Regions from separate parts of the Mus musculus genome. Here region 2 is linked to region 1. The links are chromatin contacts, called in public Micro-C maps. All regions are on one chromosome and are shown on one strand. The core of a region is the stretch at or near the end of the contact, and the rest is flanking DNA. Distances in the headings are between cores, read along the strand shown.

Region 1 (3,934 bases), core at 855-3,354:
AATCTTGGAAAAAGTGAGACAGGTTTTGATGAAAATGTCTCCTTAGCTTTGACAAACTTCAGATAGGAATTGGCTATTTGGAGTATTGCTATATCTCAGTCTACAGTCCATACCAAATCCTTTCTTTTTTTTTTAAATTTCAGAAAAACACTTGAATTGAGCTGTTTTGGACCTAAACTGTAATTATTTTTCATTGAGGAATACTATTTTATAAAGCAAAAAATTTTTTCTCTGTGAAATTAAACTGTATACCTAACTGCTGTTTCAGTGGACATAATAAATAGAAATTAAAAACTAGGTCAAAGAATGTACTGTATATACTTGGACTTAGAAACTACTGTCCTTTTATTTTTGAATATTTCACAACACTTGCAGCACAAAGCCCGGTCTCTGTCATTTCTGTCATTCATCATCGGTTAGGGCACAGACAAGATCTCGTGTCTTAGCTAAAACAGTAGCTCTTTGGCATGTAACATCTGGTCAGTGTAGGATCTCCTAAAGTCTACCGAGTATTAAAACATAAGCTGGCATTATAACTGGATTACAGTTATACATAAACTTACTACAAGTATAGCCTTAAGGAGTTGAAATTATAATTAAGCCTATATTCTTAAGAGAAATTTACTCAAAGCCCTACATATTTAATAAGAATTTATGAATTAACTTTCCAGTACGCATTGATTCTTTTTAAAACTGCAGTCATTGATGCTATGTGGACATTACAAAACTGAATTTCCCTCCAATGTCAAGCAGTATTTTAGAGTTATGATACTGAAATTTTCCTTCAAAGTTTTATTGATTCTTTGTAAATTTCATACAATGCATTTGAATCACATGTCCCTCCACTCTTCCTCAATACTCTCTCTCAGCCCTTCCCCATTCCCTTCATGCTATTTTGAGATTTCATCATCTCTACTTTTTTCTCCTCTTTCCCCATTGAGTCCATTTTGTGTTGCCTAGCTAGTCTTAGGAGTGAGGCTTGCCCTGGTGTGTGGTCCAAATCCTGGGTGTCCCATCATTAAAGCGAACAGATTGTTCCTTTCAATGCAGTCATCAAATGCTAAGAGCTCTCCAGTGAGTAGCGATGTGATGTCATGACCACCTCTCCTGCTTCATGCTGGGATTTTCTCAGTCTGGAGCTTGGGAATGTCCTATGCGTGCTGTGAGGAGTTCATCTGTGCACAGGATCCATCCTATCTTGGGAAACACTGTTTTCTTGATGTTGCCAACCACCTCTCGAATTTGCAACCCTTTGGCACTCTCTTCTCTGAAAATTCCTGAGTCTTTCAGAAAAGGAATATTATAAGAATGCCCACATTTAATCTGAGCAATCCGCAGTCATTTACTTCAACATGTTGACTATCCAGATGCCTCTATATCAACTGCATCTACTCCAAAGGGAAGCTTATCTGAAGAGAGTTGAGAAATACTCTCATCCACAGTGATCAATAAGTCATTAAGGAAAAACGCAATACTGAAAGTACTAAGAAGAAAAAGTAGTAATATTCTTAAACCTTATCCTTAGTAATTTCTTCTAAAGAAATTACCCCCGCCACACACACACACACACACATACACCAAAAATTTTTTAAAAGCTCCTATTAATCTTAAAGGTAGCATAAACTTAACGGTTATGATATGGCTGGAATTTCTTCAGCATTTTGTTGCCTGAGGCCCTGTAGCAAACACTTCCTGAACATTATAAATGTGCTTTATCTCTGTGACCTGATAATGTAGTCAGAAGATTCTAGTATTGACGTTACCCTGGCAATTCGATACCAAGTAGCCTGTGATACTGAGCATTCCTAAGGTAATCATTATCTGTTGTCAGTACCTTTAAAGGCAGGAACTAACAGTCAGAGGGACCGATCTTAGTATGAACAGAAAGCTCTTTAGACTGGAGATATCCTTACAATCTCTAAAGAGTGGGCTTTCTGGGTAGATCGAGAGCAACCACAATGTTTCAAGGAAATAGTTAGGAAACTACAGAAGGTCACGTAGAGCATAAGGATGGTCTCAGAAGCCACATGTAGCAAAAGGGATTACTTTTTCAGGAATAAGCAGGAAGAATTTGACTTGGAAAACTAATACACGCATGTTAGGCATTCTCAAGGCATTCAGTACTTAACCTTGCAATCTTCTGTGTGACCTACAGCGAGTCGAGGCAGATAAGGTCAAAGACATGAAAATAGTCTGAAGGGCAGTTTTTCTATTATAACAAACAAGGACAATGTTTAGAAATGAAAGCACAGATACTCGTGACACCAAATTATCTTTAATGCTTATTGTTGTGTCTCTCTGAATATTTTACCACATTATCTGTGCCATTAAATAAATATTTTCCCACACACATGAGGGGCTCATTATTGGGTACGGTGTAGAACCATAGATTCTGGTTTCAATATTATGTAATATAAAACCAATTTGACTAACATGATAGGGCTTTTGTTAAGTAGATAAAGGAATACAAGAGTAGGTCTTGCTTTATTAGTTCCTTGTGATGTCTATTACATAGACAAATAGAAGAGAATCCCAGGGTGATTGGCAAGCTGGGGCTGTTCCCGATGATGGAGGAACACGAGCAGACCCAAGACCATTATAACAAGTAGACCATTCTATAGACCAGCTTTTTCAACATATCAACAGTGCATTTTTTAAAAATCTGACTTTATCTTTCATTGGAGTTTTACTTACATTAGAATTACAGTCCATTTGTTGCTACATGGGCTATGATTTTTTTAAAAATCTATCTTTGTATATATTGGATATTAGAGCTCTATCAGATGTAGAGTTGGTAAAGATCTTTTCCAAATTTGTTGGCTGCCATTTTGTCCTATTGACAGTGTCTTTTGCCTTACAGAAACTTTGTAATTTCATGAGGTCCCATTATACAAAGAACACAAGAAGTTAGGCTCCAAAGAACCAAAGAACCCTTTTCAAAATGGGGTACGGAGCTAAACAAAGAATTCGCAACTGAGAAATACCGAATAGCTGAGAAGCACCTAAAGAAATGTTTAACACTCTTAGTCATCAGGGAAATGCAAATCAAAACAACCCTGAGATTCCACCTCAAACCAGACAGAATCGGTAAGATCAAAAACTCAGGTGACAGGAGATGCTGGTGAGGATATGGAGAAAGAGGAGCACTCCTCCACTGCTGGTGGGATTTCAAGCTGGTACAACCACCCTGGAAATCAGTTTGGCGGTTCCTCAGAAAATTGGGCATAGTACTAGACCCAGCAAAACCACTCCTGCTCATATACCCAGAAGGTGCTCCAACATGCAATAAGGACACATGCTCCACTATGTTCATAGCAGCCTTATTAATAATAGCCAGAAGCTGGAAAGAACCCAGATGTCCCTCAACAGAGGAATGGATACAGAAAATGTGGTACATTTACACAATGGAATACTAATTCGCTATTAAAAGCAATGCATTCATGAAATTCTTAGGCAAATGGATGGAACTAGTGAGGTAACCCAATCACAAAAGAACACCCATGGTATATACTCACTGATAAGTGCACATTAGCCCAGAATCTCAGTATACCCAAGATATAATTCACAGACCAAATTAACCTCAAGAAGAAGGAAAACCAAAGCATGAATACTTCCGTCCTTCTTAAATGGGGGAAAAAGTACCCATGGGAGGAGATAGGGAGACAAAATGTGGAGCAGAAACTAAAGGCAAGGCCATCCAGAGACTGCCTAACACGGGGAATCCATCCCATATACAGTCACCAAACCCAGACATTATTGTGGATGCCAACAAGTGTTTGCTGACAGGAGCCTGATACAGCTGTCTCCTGAGAGGCTCTGACAGTGCCTGACAAATACAGAGGTGGATACTCTCAGCCAAACATTGGACTGAGCACAAGGTCCCCAATGGAGGAGCTAGAGAAAGGACTGAAGGAGCTGAAGGGGTTTGCAGCCC
Region 2 (3,934 bases), core at 746-3,245, 47 kb before region 1:
TGTTTTGGAGCCTTTGATCCCAAACACTGAAATACTGTGCATTTTTTTTCCTCCTGGAGGTGCTATAAAAGAAATAAAGTTTTATCTTGGTTATTTAGCAATTGCTGTGGCAAAAAATAACATGATTAGGACAAAATAAAATAATAAAAATTAAAAATGTCTTTTGAGCTTACAGTTTCAGAGGGTTTGAGTCCATGATGGCAGGACCAGTTGAGAGCTCACATCTTGATTCCCCTGAGTGATGCACCTCCTCTAAAAAAGCCGCGCCTCCGAATTCTTCCTAAACTTTCCCGCCAACTGGAGACCTCATATGACCTTATTGGGGCCATTCTTACTCTGACCACTACTACACAAATAGGTACCAGGTAATCTTCCCTGGAGTGACTTGGGTCATCACAAAGCTGAAGGTTGCTGGGAGACAGAGAAGATTGCTGGTGCCTCCATTCTCTGCCTTTACTACCTGCCCATTGCCTTGTAATATTAACTACTGGAAACCTACCTGAGCATCTTGAGAATCGAAACACAAGTGCTTTCAGCAGCATCCTCCTTCTATGTCCCGATATATTTCAGGATCCATTCAGGCTCTCTCGGACTCCTCCACCCGTCCACCCCACACACACCTTGTTCTCTCTCAAATCCATGCCCTCTTTTACTTTAACTGTTGTTTGGCCTTCTCCAGTCTTGGCCCTCGTGGTACCTTCCGTGAGAATGTATCATCTGAAAAAGCTATGTAAGTGTGCCTGCTCTCCTCTGAAGGAGTGGAGTTAAAAGGGATGGAGATGTGTAAATTATCCCGGGGTGTGTGCAGAGACCAGTACTGGACCCTGGCACAGGTCAACTTGCTGTGAGAAAGTCACTAGGGTTTCCTTTCACCTTCTTAGAATTGATAATTAGAGGAAACAAAGGATGGAGGAACTGAGTAGCAGGGGCCATGCCACCTGCCTACTAATAACCACCAATCACCTCCCCTCAAGTATTCTTCCCTGGGATATGAGCTTTGAAAATGAGAGGGCTGACAGTGAGTGGCTGACTTATAAGAAGAGTAGCAAGTAAACAAACAAAGGAGTGTTTGCCAGAAAGTGTGAGCACAAATGTAAAAGTCTGGGGTGGGGGTGCAGATTCCCCTTCAAGAGTTAACTCTTTCCCACCCTGACATCCTACAGCTCAGAGTTCCAGTGGCTGGGATAAGTGACAGATTGTGGGCACTGACCAACTATGCCCTGGAAAAAAAGCTGGGAGTACCGCCATTTATACACAAAGCCAAGGACTTCCCAGGCCGCAGCCGGCCCTGTTGGGGTCACCGCAGTGCTGCATGCCCAGAGACGCGCCAGGAAGCACCGGTGGCTGCCTGGCTGCTCAGCTGATGGCCGGGAGAAGTTAGTCACCCCTAGCCCGAAGTCAGCAAGTGTTGGAACGTGAACAAGCTAGGAGATGAGGAGGCTGGAAATCAGCTACCGGGACCGACTGGAGAGAACCAGGGAAAAGAGAGAGGGACTTGGGGTTGCACAGGCGGCTGCCCTGACCAGTGAAGTTACCAGGTCTACAAGGCCAGAGCGCACTGGCCGGCAAAATGAAGCAAGAACTTCATATCCCGCTCAAGAACAGCAAGGGGAAGGAGGCAGAGAGAGACTTTAAAAACACACCAAAACACCCCTTCAGGAGATGAGGTAAGCCGAGGTTAGCCAACCCCGATTGGTTGTGAAATACCACACAGAACCGGAGTTGCTGTGGCTTTAAATGAGGCCAAGAGAATTTTCTTGTTTTCTGCCCAAATACTTTTTCTCTCTCAATCTCTTTCTCACCCTTACTCCCTCCTTTGTCCCTCCTTCCACCTTGCTAGGTTCTGGCCCCTTCCTCCTTCCCGGTCTGCCTTTCCTCGATCACCCTCCTCCTCTCGCTGCTCCCTCCCCCATCAGATTAGGCGCGGACCGGGAAGGGTGGGAGTGGTGGGGGAAGCTCTCCCTTTAAGAGGCAGCGTGCAGTGACGAATTGTTGAAATTGCCATTGCAGGATGGCACGCCGCTATAAATTCATTGTCCCACCTCCTCGCATCTTCACAGCGCCTGAGCCGCTCTCCGCGCCCGTAGCAGCCGACTGGGGATGATCCCGGGCGGGAGGACGCGGCAACGGAAGGGACCGGGACGCGCCGCCTCGCTGGCTCTCCGCAGGCCGCCTCCTAGCTTTTGATTTTAAACATTTTTAGGTGTTTCCTTTGCTTGCTTTCTTTCCTTTTCTTTTCTCCCGTCTCATTTCTCCCTGCCTTCGGGTTCCAGCGGAGCCGAGGAAGCCCTGAGAATAAGAAAGGAAGTGGGTCGGAGCTTGGAAGCTTTGCAGCCCGCCAGCCCCGGGCTTCGAGGGGGCGGGAGCGGACGCGCACCAGTTGCGGGCCAGCGCGGTCGCCCTTCTTACTCTCTTAGCTCGTTTGTTTTGATCTGTTTGTGCAAAGATCTTGTCTGCGTTGGGCCTCTCTCCTTTTTTGTATTTGGTTGCTCTCCACCTCTTGGCTTTTACTCCCACCAACACCACCCTTTATTTAATTTTTTTTCTTTTATTTTATTTAAAATTTTTCTTCCTCCGTCTCTTGGACCTCCATTCCAAACATTTTCCAAACCAACAAAGAAAAAGTTCTCACAGTGGCACCGGTGCCAGGCCAGGCTGGCTCTCTGCTGCGGATTCCCCCTACCCTTTCCTGGACACTTGACTCAACCTTGCACGCCAGTGTGTAGAGTGTGCGGCTGTGGGTGGGTGGGTGGGAGGGCGAGCCCCCCACCCCCGCCCCTGAAACTTCTATAGCAAATAGCAAGCATCCAGCTAGACTCAGTCGCGCAGCCCCTCCCGGCGGGCAGCGCACTATGCGGCTCGAGTGGGCGCCCTTGTTGCTGCTACTGCTGCTGCTGAGCGCGTCCTGCCTGTCCCTGGCCGCTGACAGCCCCGCCGCGGCACCTGCCCAGGATAAAACCAGGCAGCCTCAGGCTGCAGCAGCGGCCGCCGAGCCGGACCAGCCGCAGGGGGAGGAAACACGGGAGCGAGGCCATTTACAACCCTTGGCCGGGCAGCGCAGGAGCGGCGGGCTGGTCCAGAATATAGACCAACTCTACTCTGGCGGTGGCAAAGTGGGCTACCTTGTCTACGCGGGCGGCCGGAGGTTCCTGCTGGACCTGGAGAGAGATGACACAGTGGGTGCTGCTGGTAGCATCGTTACTGCAGGAGGAGGGCTGAGCGCATCCTCTGGCCACCGGGGTCACTGTTTCTACAGAGGCACCGTGGACGGCAGCCCTCGATCCCTAGCTGTCTTTGACCTCTGCGGGGGTCTCGATGGCTTCTTTGCAGTCAAGCATGCGCGCTACACTCTAAAGCCACTCCTGCGTGGGTCCTGGGCAGAGTATGAACGAATTTATGGGGATGGATCTTCCCGCATCCTGCATGTCTACAACCGCGAGGGCTTTAGCTTCGAGGCCCTGCCGCCACGCGCCAGTTGCGAGACTCCTGCATCCCCATCTGGGCCCCAAGAGAGCCCCTCGGTGCACAGTAGATCTAGGAGACGCTCAGCGCTGGCCCCGCAGCTGCTGGACCACTCAGCTTTCTCGCCATCTGGGAACGCGGGACCTCAGACTTGGTGGAGGCGTAGGCGCCGTTCCATCTCCAGGGCCCGCCAGGTGGAGCTCCTCTTGGTGGCTGACTCGTCCATGGCCAGGATGTATGGGCGGGGCCTGCAGCATTACCTGCTGACCCTGGCCTCCATCGCCAACAGGCTGTACAGTCATGCAAGCATTGAGAACCACATCCGCCTGGCGGTGGTGAAGGTGGTGGTGCTGACGGACAAGGACACGAGTCTGGAGGTGAGCAAGAATGCGGCCACGACCCTCAAGAACTTTTGCAAATGGCAGCACCAACATAACCAGCTAGGGGATGATCACGAAGAGCACTACGATGC

Evidence for each region. Hi-C and Micro-C count contacts between places; a contact is called where the count stands out from the background.
Region 2: a Micro-C map of the G1E-ER4 cell line shows a contact between it and region 1, with 2.3 times the contacts expected there. The contact joins the promoter of Adamts5 here to the enhancer-like site in region 1. A contact is called at or near these places in 1 of 39 promoter capture datasets (hippocampal neurons), 4 of 484 Hi-C or Micro-C datasets (the G1E-ER4 cell line, embryonic stem cells, epidermal suprabasal cells and 1 more) and 2 of 9 other capture datasets (adipose tissue and pancreatic islet).

What each region holds. Positions count from the first base shown.
Region 1 is chr16:85,852,536-85,856,469 of GRCm38.p6, reverse strand. No RefSeq gene overlaps it. Among named protein-coding and RNA genes, the nearest start is that of 4930556C24Rik, 35 kb to the right of the region's middle. Within about 2 kb of position 2,104, at least 1 of the 459 cell types and tissues checked has an H3K27ac peak or open chromatin away from gene starts, as enhancers often do. A contact at or near this core is called in the G1E-ER4 cell line, where this site is marked.
Region 2 is chr16:85,899,186-85,903,119 of GRCm38.p6, reverse strand. Adamts5 (a disintegrin-like and metallopeptidase (reprolysin type) with thrombospondin type 1 motif, 5 (aggrecanase-2)) reads left to right here and starts at 1,995. Exons shown (of 8, transcript NM_011782.2): 1 at 1,995-3,934. The coding sequence starts at 2,853. Gm46558 (a long non-coding RNA gene) reads right to left here and starts at 3,320. Exons shown (of 3, transcript XR_001781962.2): 1 at 3,123-3,320; 2 at 1-2,289.